Regions from separate parts of the Mus musculus genome. Here region 1 is linked to region 2. A link is a contact called in public promoter capture Hi-C data. All regions are on one chromosome and are shown on one strand. Each heading gives the region's core, a stretch centred on a gene start, on an enhancer-like site or on the middle of the called end of the contact. The rest is flanking DNA. Distances are from core to core; before and after follow the strand shown. Region 1 holds the start of Trim39 (tripartite motif-containing 39). Region 2 holds the start of 2410017I17Rik (RIKEN cDNA 2410017I17 gene).

Region 1 (5,316 bases), core at 2,600-5,099, 130 kb after region 2:
CTGCCCTTGCATCACTTCTTCATCCAACTCCCTTCCTTGTCAGAGCTAGAGATGTCATGTGGATGTTTCATAGATCCCCCTTTCTCTGGCACTAGTCACCATCATGCTTGTGGCTTACCTGATTTTCCTCCCCTGAACCTAGTCGTCTGGCTGTCATCGACTGGGTCTGCTCCCATGCTGTTCTCTTATGGACAACTGAAGTTACCTGGGTTTTCGTTTGCTTGTTCTGGGGGTGCTGGGGATCCATGAAAGGTGTGTATGATAGAACAGTCTCTAGTACCAGGCTACACCTTCCTCCTGCCAGAAGCTGCCTTCTGCACTTTTATTATTGTTATTTTATGATCAGGTTTCCAGCAGTCCTGACATGGAGTCACGAATAACCAACTTCTGATCCTTCTGCCTCCTCCATCTGAGTGTTGGGATTACAAGTGTGTTGTATCACCACGCCTGTCTTGATACCCTTTTAAACCCGTGCCTCTATTCAAATCTAACTACTTAGAAACAAAATAAATCTTGATTGTAAATAACCTTAAATATTTTTCAAGACTTTGTTAAGCAGAATGTTAAGCAGAATCCTAGGCAGTACCATCTTTGATTTTTATTAGTAAAATATTTACCATGTGCCCTCACTAGTGATTTAAATGTTAAATGCTGTTACCCATTCTATGGGAAGATGCAGACTGGCTCAGCACAGTTTGCTGGATATCAGTCTCAAGTGGTTTTAGCTACCTCCAACAAATGGGGAAAAGAACTACTTCCTAAGTAAAAAGGCTTAAATCAAAATCTTTTTTAGTTCTTCTAAAATATTTTTCAGATCATGTGGTTCCACTCATTTATTTAAAATCTGATATATTTGGAAGACTCAATATTATTGCAGTAAGTTACAGAAATTTTAGGGTACTCCTCACTGTTCTCAATGGAGGACAACTGACCAGATGTATACAGTCAGGAAGGGACTACTCAGAGTATATTCTCAGCTGCCCTCCCCAACCCCCAACCCTAGCATCATGGGCCTGGCTGCCTACCTTGTATTCCTGTGTAGCATCATCCATCGGCACGACGGTGTGGGGCCGGTGGGTATGAGAAATTGCACATATCAGACAGACAGCCTCCTGGTCTTCATAGCAGAAAAGGCTAAGAGGTTCGTGGTGCTGGGAGCAGAGGCTTTCATCTCTGATCTTCCGCTTGACCGTCTGGAGCTGCTTGGCGATTTCCACCATACTGCCTAGCTGTCGGTTAGGCCGGAGACTCCGGTATCGGGATGTCTTCCGACAGACAGGGCAAGGGAAGTCCCGCTCTAGGTCTTCCCACCAGCGGGTAATGCACGCTTTGCAGAAGTTGTGCCCACATTCAATAATAACTGGCTCCTTCAGATACTCTAGGCATACAGAACAGCTTGCTTCCACCTGCAGGTTCTCCAGAGCAGCGGCTGTGGAGGCTGCAGAGGTTCCAGCCTCTAACAGACTTGTCTCTGCCATTATAACTTGGAGGCAGGGAGAGAGGAAAGAAGTGTTAGTTGGAGGGTTATTTTGTTTCCTGACATTAGCTCCCAGTAAGCCATAGGTCTAGATGAAGCCCCATCTTGGTATTCTCCCATTTCCACCTTTTCATCTGTTGGTCTATTTACAGTGTGTGTGACCTCTCCCCATCACTGTTATTATTATTTTATTATTATTTTGAGTCAGCAAATATCAGCAGTGCCCAGAATTTCTTTACCTCTGCTTTTTCAATACCAGCAATGAAAAGGAGCCTGATATGGCGACTGAAACCCATTTCCCTAGCCATTTTTGAGGTCAAGGTAGGGGGACTGTCATTAGCTGAAGGCCAACGTAGGCTACACAATGAGTTCTAGGTTAGCTTGAATTACACAGATCTTATTTCTACAGGGAGGGAACCATGGGAAATGAGATATGTCACATAAGCCAAAGTATTAAGATTTTAGCTGGGCATGGTGGCTCACTGTGAGGCAGGAGGATCAATACAAGAATAAGGCTAGCCTGGGCTGTAGAGTAAGATTTGTAAAACAAATAATATATCTACATATCTATTAAAACTGACTATCAGCCCTAGAACTCATTACTACTTTAAAGAACTTCATATATAATTACTGCATCGATTTCAAAGAACCCCAAGCTACTTCTTCTAACGTCATAGGAAGTTTATTGTTTTAGAGTCTAGCCTTGATTGTCTGCTGTTCCTCTTAATGAGTTACACTACAGTAACACACTGTTTCAGGGAAAGCATGACATGGTTCTTCCTTTCCCCAAACTAGCCCAAAGGAAGAACGCTCTCTTCTTGAAGATGCTCCTGTCACTCACCGCATTTCTATTTGTGTGCAGCTGGGATGGCTGCAAAGCAACAAATACATATCAGCTCTAAGGAAGCACCATTGAGTGCATTGAGGGCAGCAGCTTCTTGGAGAGAGAGCTGGCAAGTACATTCTAAACATTCAGTGGTGACTGCAGTCTTTCAACGTCACTACTGATAACTAACTCCTTAGATAGTCAGTGATTAGGAAGGAAATTAGCCAGGTATGGTTAATACTAGGTAGGTAGCGCATGTACCGAGGAGGCAAAGGCAGGAGCCTCAGGAACTCGAGGCCAGCCTAAATTAAATATAACCAATAAATAGTTATTGGTCTCAATAAATGAATAAGTGTATGGAAAGAGACAACCAAAGCTCTCCATTCTTAAGATGTCAATACATAAGTAAGCTAATTTATCTGGTCCCATAACCCCCTACTTTCCTTCTGTCCCAAAAGGGGCCCCCCAAAAAGGAAGGAAATTTGATAGGTCTACCCATCGACAGAAAAGTGCCCATGTAATGAATTGGGGCAACAATGATTATTTCTGTATACTGGTGGTACAAATGGAAGGATTTTAAGTAGGAGTTGGTAACTTATCCTCTTTTAATGGAGAAAAGAATTGATCCAGATAAGTACAGTTGGATGATTTCTTTCTTCTCTGCCCATTAGAATCCAGTTTTGACTAGTGACTTAGCCTCCTCCTCCTCAATCCTACAGATAAGTGGCATCCTCACCTAAAACTGAACCATATTCACACTTGAGAGACCTGCATGTATCTAATTAGCAAATAGATGGTATGAGAGAGAAACGGGCTCAAGGATAGTGAAGAACGGAGAGGATTTGGAGCTGGGGGTGGTGTGGTGGTGGTGTAGAGGGCAGCCATAATATGGCCTTGTGCTCCTCTGGCTTGATCCTTCCTCCCACTCTCCATTACTCGATCTCAGTGTAAGTAATCGCGTCAGAGACGTCCACGTTTTGCCTTTAATCACTATTGGGTACCACCTCAGGAGCCTCTTTCAAGCACTGGCCACAACTCTGTCCCACCCGTTCTCCATCTTCTCCAGCCATATCGGGAGCATGAGGACCAGAGTGAGGGAGCATACGTCGTGCTTGGCAGGGAGGAACGGATGCGTGTCTAAGTGAGGGAGAGGTGTGACGTGAAGGTGGGATGCCCGCTGCCATGTCGCAGCCCAGACCCGCGATGACTGCGTCAGTTTCACCCGGGGAGACCAAAGGCAGCGGGACAGGGGAACGGCGGGGTAGCCAAGCAACGCCGGACGCGCTGACGTCGCCGGGGCGGCAAACGTCCTCCGGGCCCGAGGCGGGCGGAGGCAGCTGTGGTTGCGCGCCGGCCGGCTGACGTACTCGCCGGGCGTAGGGCCGCGGCGAGAGGAGCCCGCTCGCTGGAGCCGGCTGCGGGACCCTTGTGGCGGCGGCGCAGCACCTACCTTCCCGGCTCCGGGTCCCGGAGTGCCGGGCGCGGAGCCGCCGGAGCACTGCCTCCCTCCTTCCTCCTCCCCTCACCCCCGCCCCGCGGCGCGACACACAATACTCGCCGGAAGCGGAAGCCGCGCTGCGGCGATGGAAGACAGCTGCGCGGCGCCGAGCCGCCGTGCCAGGGCCTAGTCGGGCCCGCGGCGGGTGGCGGGCGGAGAGCCGGAGGCGAGGGCCTGCGCGGCTAGTTTACCGGGCGAGAGGGAACCCGCCGCTTCCCGTGGCTGAGGTGCTGGCGCCCAGGTGACCAGAGCGGTCCCCCGGAGACTGAGGGCCGCGCATGCGCGTGGCGAGACGCCGAACCCCATGGCGGGCAGCGCGCCGTGGCTGGGCTGGCAGAGCTGCGCGGTCAGCGAGCCCGCAGAGGCTCAAGCTGGTCCTCGGTGGGGCTGGGAACCGCAGAGGCCTGGGCGGCTACGGGTTGTGGGCGTTGGGCCACACTTTCCCGGTCTCCGGGTCAATTCTGGGGGAGGGTTGCTGTTTAAGGCGGCGGTGTATTACGTGGCCGACCTGAGAGTCTATGCTGGCACGTCACTTCCGACTGGCTGAGGTTTGGCAATTTAACCGGCAAGCTGTAGTAGGTGAGTTATCTTGGCTGCAGACCGAGGTGCGTCTTTTCCCCTCCTCCGGTTGGGTGATGTATTAGCCAGGGGTTCTCTAGAGCTACAGAACCTAGTGAATGTTTCTCTCTCTATAATTAATCGTGATGACTTACAGGCTAACCCAACAATGGGCAGCTGTGGATGGGAAGTCCAAGAATCTAGTAGTTGCGCAGTCCCACGTGGCTAGTTCTTTCAGCTGGTCTTCTGTAGAAGTAGGTTCCGACAGATGTGCTGGCAAGTAAGTGCAAGCCCGTGAAGAAGAGAATCTTCCTTCTTCCTATGTCCTTATGTAGACTTCCAGCAGAAGGCGTGGCCCAGATTAAGGTGTGCACCACCTTGTTTGGATTTGGGACTTGCTTTCTCCCGGGCTGACTTTGAACTCAGAGAACTCCTTGCCCCAGTCTGGGATTGAAGTCGTGTACTGCCTTGCCTGGTCCTAAACTTAATGGCCACTGTACCTCAAGATCTCCATGTCAAGATCCAGGTCAGAAACTTGTGTCTTCCAGCCTCAAGATCTGGATCACAGGTGAGCCCTCCAATTCTGGGTTGTAATTCCTTCCAGATAGTCAAGTTGACCACCAGGAGTAGCCACCACAGCTGACATTAGCGAAACGCTTTCCCTGGCTGGAGCTGGAGTGTAGAAAACCGGTCTAGTTCGGTGCTTTGCTGCCCCTGCATCTAGGATGCCAGGAGGACCAAATCCTGTGCTCAGGAAACACTGGGTGGGAACCAAAGCCTGCTTCTTTCTCTTTGAAGACCTTGCTTAAGTTTCTCTGGGAGAGCAGATGGAGCTTATGGATAGACTCCAGACTTGCACATTGGCCTCCTTGTTGTGTTTTATAAAAAGATAAGGAGAGAAGGAGTGTGTTTGGTGGAGGTGTAGTCAGGTGTGGGAGGAGGGGTGCCTCTGCAGGC
Region 2 (5,368 bases), core at 1,260-3,759:
AGCATAGTCCCCTCCTTTTCCACCTGTGAGAAGAAAAGCTGTGAGAGTTCAAGGAAGATCTTGACACTAGCAAGTTCCCAGAACTGACAGAGGACCCAGGTGGAGACTGTAGCAATGTGGGGTGTGGATTTGTTTCCCATTAATGAGCTGACCACACGTCTAAAGGGGACAGAGAGAAAACTCAGACCCTGCCCTTTCCTACCTATTGTTCTCCTGCTCTTCAACACAAAAGATACCATAGCTCCAATGATGATCACAGCTCCAAGGACAACAAGAACAGCCATGGGCTGGTGAGATGGCTCAGTGGGTTAGAGCACCCGACTGCTCTTCCGAAGGTCCAGAGTTCAAATCCCAGCAACCACATGGTGGCTCACAACCATCCGTAACGAGATCTGACTTCCTCTTCTGGAGTGTCTGAAGACAGCTACAGTGTACTTACATATAATAAATAAAAAAAAAAAAAAAAAAAAAGAACAGCCATGATTACCATGTTGGAGTCCGTGGATGGAGGAGGCTCTGGGAAGGACAGGTACAGGAAATGAAGGTGAAGGTTATGATCCCAGCTCTGAGCCATGACCAGCTCAGGGTCTGCAGAAGGCTCCAGCTTTCCCTGACCCCAGCTCTGCACCCACACTCTCCTTACCCCATCTCAGGGTGAGGTGCTCAGGCAGCCCCTCATGTTCCACATGGCATGTGTAATTCTGCTCCTTCCCAAGAGGCACCACCACAGCTGCCCACTTCTGGAAGGTTCCATCCCCTGCAGGCCTGGTCTCCACAAGCTCTATGTCCTGGGTCAGCTCCTCCCCATTCAACTGCCAGGTCAGGGTGATGTCAGCAGGGTAGAAGCCCAGGGCCCAGCACCTCAGGGTGACATCACCTTCAGATCTGGGGTGATGGGTCACATGGGCTTTTGGGGGATCTGTGTGGAAGATTTAAGAAATCACACGATTAACAAGACAAACTGAAATCTACACAAGACTCAATCAAATCAATGAAGACACTGAACAATATGTCTGTTTGACACTTCAACTGTCATGGCACTGGTGACCTGCAGGCAGAGCTGGTCCTCTCAGCACAGAACTGCACATTTTCTTTTGGGACTCAGAAGCCAAGAGAGAATCCATCAACATGGTCATCCTTATGTGATGTTCAATAGCATAAATGAGGTAGTCAAAGAATGGAAGAGGGAATGGCAAAAAAGTAATTTAATATGTGTTTGAGTTCATTTCAAGATCAGATATTAGGGCCATATGCTCTTGGTAGGATGCCACCACTGAGTCTTCCACTGTGGTCATCTTGCAGACCAACATTAACTGTCAGTTCAAGTGAACAGCCATCACAAAGTGTGCAGCCAGAGAAAATGACTCCCTGCCCCTGACTCTGGGGGACAAGGTACAGGTATGTTACACAGGACCCCTGGAGTGAGCTGTGGACCCCAGTGCAGCACTCACTGGAACACACTGGGCCCACAGGGAGGGCTCACTATAGCCCTGGATTTCAGAAGACCCTGTCACTCAGAAAGTCCAATTCCTGATTCACTAGGGGGAGCACTGTAATTTGTGGGGGCAGAGAGACAGCAGGAGGCTTCTGCATGTTTAGGTCTGACAGGAAACAGTGTAATCTCACAATAATCGATCTTTTAATGAGAACCCTGACTTATCTTGTGTAATTATCCAGGTTAGCAATGTAGACTGATACAAATGATAATAGGAGGGCAGGGAGAAACAGGATCACTCCAGTGCAGACAAAAACTGACTAGAAACAAAATAACGCCTTCAAAAAAAAAAAATAAAGAAAGAAAGAAAAAAGAAAGAAGAAAAAGAAAAGAGAAAAAAGAAAAAGAAATTCCAGTATTTATATTCCTCCAGGGTAGCCCATAAGGGCTCATGTGACCATTCACCACTGTAGGAATAGAAAGAATTGTGTTACAGACAGGGAGGGATCTGGGAGAATGTATTCTTTGAAAATTCTAGAAACTGGGGCAACCAGCCTAGTGTTGGGGAGTCCATGTCTCCCATCAGGTAAAGGCGACTTCAGGTCCTGAGGTGTAAGGGCTGACACACTCAGCAGGACAGGAGTCCATGTCCACAGACAGTGGGTGTGGGCAGAGAATCCAGACTAGGAGAGGCCATGGCTGACAGAGGCTATAGGGGAACTGAAGGGAGCAGCTGTTGTCACCTCAGGGAAATTCTCTCCTTCCCTCCTGAGACAGCCTGGGCACTGTCCAGGGAGAAGGCTGAGCCCTGGAAGAGTCAGTGCAGTCACTGTGACAAGGGATCAAGAGACCCAGGGACACACTCTCCCTTCTGGGACAGGGGCATCACCCCAGCTGAGGGTTTCTTCTTCCCCAGGACTGAGCCCCAGCCCGAGGGCAGAGGGAGGAGCTGCCCGCGGCCCCTGCACCTGTGCGCAGCAGCGTCTCCTTCCCGAGCTGCAGGTATCTGCGGAGCGACTCCACGCACTCGCCCTCTAGGTAGGCCTTGTAATGCTCTGCAGCACCAGCCTGCTCCCACTTGCGTCGGGTGATCAGCGCTGCCAGGTCCGCCGCCGTCCACGTGTTCAAGTCTTCGTTCAGGGCGATGTAATCTCGGCCATCATAAGCGAACTGTAGGTATCCGCGGAGGAGGCGCCCGTCCGACCCCACGTCACAGCCGAACAACAGCTGGAACGTGTGAAGGCCTGCGGGATCCCAAGGTCAGCGCCGCTCACCCGCACCGCCCCCGCTCGCCCTGGCCTAGTCCACCAGCGGACTCCTCCAAAGTGAAAGGGAAACCGGTCCTGGGTCGGTTCTGCTCCCGAACCTAGACTTGGGATTGGAGATCTCCGGCCCCTGTCTAGGGACATTTCGAGCTCGTGACCTCCCACCCAGGGTCACTCACCGCCTTCACTCTGGTTGTAGTAGCGCTGCGCGGTCCTCAGGCTCCCTCGGAAACTCTGCTCATTGCGCTTGGCGATCTGTGTCTCCCGCTCCCAATACTCCCGCCCCTCGTGCTCCATCCATGGAGCCCGCGGCTCATACCTCGGATTCTCCGCGTCGCCGTCGAAGCGCACGAACTGCGTGTCGTCCACGTAGCCGACAGAGATGAATCGGGGTTCCCGGAGGCCAGGGCGGGACAAGGCGGTCTCGAAATACCGCATCGAGTGTGAGCCTGGGGGCGGCGCGCGGTGAGACCCGGACCTCCTCACGGGACTCCGGCCCACTGCGCGGGCCGGGAGGGGAGCAGGGCGCCGGGCTCCGGATGCGGGTGTAGAAGGGCGGAGGGTCTTGTGAGCGACGGGGGGACGCGGATTCCACAGTGCCGTCCCCGCCCCTCCACGCAGAGGCCGTTTCCCTCCCGACCCCGCACTCACCCGCGCGGGTCTCGATCAGGGTCAGGGCGGCCGCCAGCAGCAGGAGCAGCATTCGCTGCGCCATTGTCCCATCTGGGATACAGGGCATTTGAGGCCCTCGGGCTGCTTGGACTTTATAACCAGCGCCCGCGGAGGAGCTGTTGGTTCCTTCCCCAGGATCCTGCCACCCAATGGAGATGAGACCTGCCAGATAATTCCTGCTACCTCCGGGTCCAGAGAGGGCATCAGATCCCCAGGAGCTATAAAGTGGTGCTGCTCCAGGGCAAGGGAGGGGCAGGAGCTGAGCTGCAGGAGAGGGTGGTGTCTGCAGGGAGCAGAGTGAGGCCCTTGTGCACCTGTGTCTTAGTGAGGGTTTCCATTGCTGTGATAAGACCCCATGACCAAAAGCAACTTGAGGAAGAAAGGGTTTCTTTCAGTTTACACTTCCACATCTCAGTCTATCATTGAAGAGATTCATGGCAGGACCTTGAGAGAGGATTCTAAGTAGGAACTGAAGCAGAGACCATGAGGATCAGTGCTAATAGCTTTGTAGTTTATGGCTTGCTCAGTCTTCTGTCTTATACAATTCGTGATCACCACCCAAGACCAACTCCAGTGGGCTGAGCCTTTCCATACTGATCATTCATAATAATTTAAAAATGCCTTATAGACTTTCCCAAAAGCGTCCTGGATGGAAGCAATTTCTCAATTCAGGATCCTCTTCTTATATATGTCTCAGTTTGTGTGGAGTTAACAAATGCAAACAGCACAGCACCCTGGTGCAGGGTCACTCAGTGAGAGATGAGGGAGGAGGATGTGTGAGTTCCTCCCCCTGAGCTGAGCCAGGGACCTGCCCTGTGGACAGAGGCCCCCTGGAAAAACAATTGGAATGCAAGGAATGGGAGCACAGTGGGTTCCAACTCCATTCCTGCCCCTCAGTCCTGAGGACCTGTCTCTTCCTGCCTGTGCTTGACAAGATTGATATAACCTCCGGAGGGACTGATAAAGTCAGGGCATGGGAGGAGATGGGGAGGAAAAGAGGGACCTTTTCTTACCTCAGAGCAGGGTAATCAGATTTTGGGGAGACTGAGGATAGGTAGGTAGGTATGTATGTAGTTAGTTAGGTAGGTAGTTTATAGATAAACAGACAGACAGATAGATATAAAAGGCGGGGTGTGAACATCTTTGGGGACCCAAGAAAGCTGGATGCTGTCTAGGTTCAAAAAAAGCATGCTGTTCCCTCACTGTCCAGGCTCTGCAGGGCCATCTGCAGCTGGGGCATGCAGATGCATTCTTGGGGCATTTGGGGCAGGTGCTTTGAAGCTGTCTGGCATGCAGAGTTTGAGGAAACACCTGGAGCTAGCATTTTACTGAAGCATATCTGTATATATAAGGTTCAGAGGATAATGTTTAGGGGGTTAGAATAAATTGTTTTCCTTAGCTGAACATTCTAAACTTTTAGACCTATTAGTTGGGGGTGGGGCATCCCAAGACCACAGAAAAGGAGAAGATAACCCCACCCTTAGGACTAAGCTGAATAGGCAGGAGATGAAACACGCTGTTGATTGACAGTTCTTATCTGGAGTCCTTTTGATCATGAGAGGTGGATTCAAGTAGTTTCTTTGAACCTTAAAAGAATTTTTTAAGTTTACAAAATGAGATAAATTTTAGACATGTAAACATACCACTGTGTAATGTGTACTGAACTTGTCATTGTAGAAAAGGCAGCAGATTCCTGCCTTTGAGTCATAGTAAAAGCTTGGGGACCCTGAAAAAGGGGTTTGAGGTAAAAGCATGAATAGGGCATACACAGATTGGATAGCTCAATGAGAAGCCCTTTTAAGTCTATACTTAGAGACAACCATAGGAAATTCATAATCTTGAGCTTGTGATCACTGATTATCATAGCTAGATCAATAACTCATAAGAATGCCAGTGATTAATGTTAAAACTCTGAACTCTTTAGATCTTAATATAACAATAGCATAGAGAGGGAAGAAATCTAAAACATTTTTCATTTTTATATACACTGTAAATC

Evidence for each region. Capture Hi-C pulls out chosen DNA fragments and counts their contacts.
Region 1: a contact with region 2 is called in a promoter capture Hi-C map of adipose tissue. The contact joins the promoter of Trim39 here to the promoter of 2410017I17Rik in region 2. A contact is called at or near these places in 2 of 39 promoter capture datasets (embryonic stem cells and macrophages), 1 of 484 Hi-C or Micro-C datasets (embryonic stem cells), 2 of 115 datasets of contacts at active chromatin or transcription factors (bone marrow-derived macrophages and embryonic stem cells) and 3 of 9 other capture datasets (adipose tissue, liver and macrophages).

The regions. Positions count from the first base shown.
Region 1 is chr17:36,267,584-36,272,899 of GRCm38.p6, forward strand. Trim39 (tripartite motif-containing 39) reads right to left here and starts at 3,850. Exons shown (of 7, transcript NM_178281.1): 1 at 3,754-3,850; 2 at 1,026-1,483. The coding sequence starts at 1,478.
Region 2 is chr17:36,142,509-36,147,876 of GRCm38.p6, forward strand. It overlaps 2410017I17Rik (RIKEN cDNA 2410017I17 gene), which reads left to right and starts at 2,510. Exons shown (of 4, transcript NR_033517.1): 1 at 2,510-2,694. It overlaps Gm10499 (predicted gene 10499), which reads right to left and starts at 3,441. Exons shown (of 8, transcript NM_001370818.1): 1 at 3,352-3,441; 2 at 2,880-3,149; 3 at 2,404-2,679; 4 at 644-919; 5 at 488-516; 6 at 1-23. The coding sequence starts at 3,415. It also overlaps a transcript of Gm8909 not described here.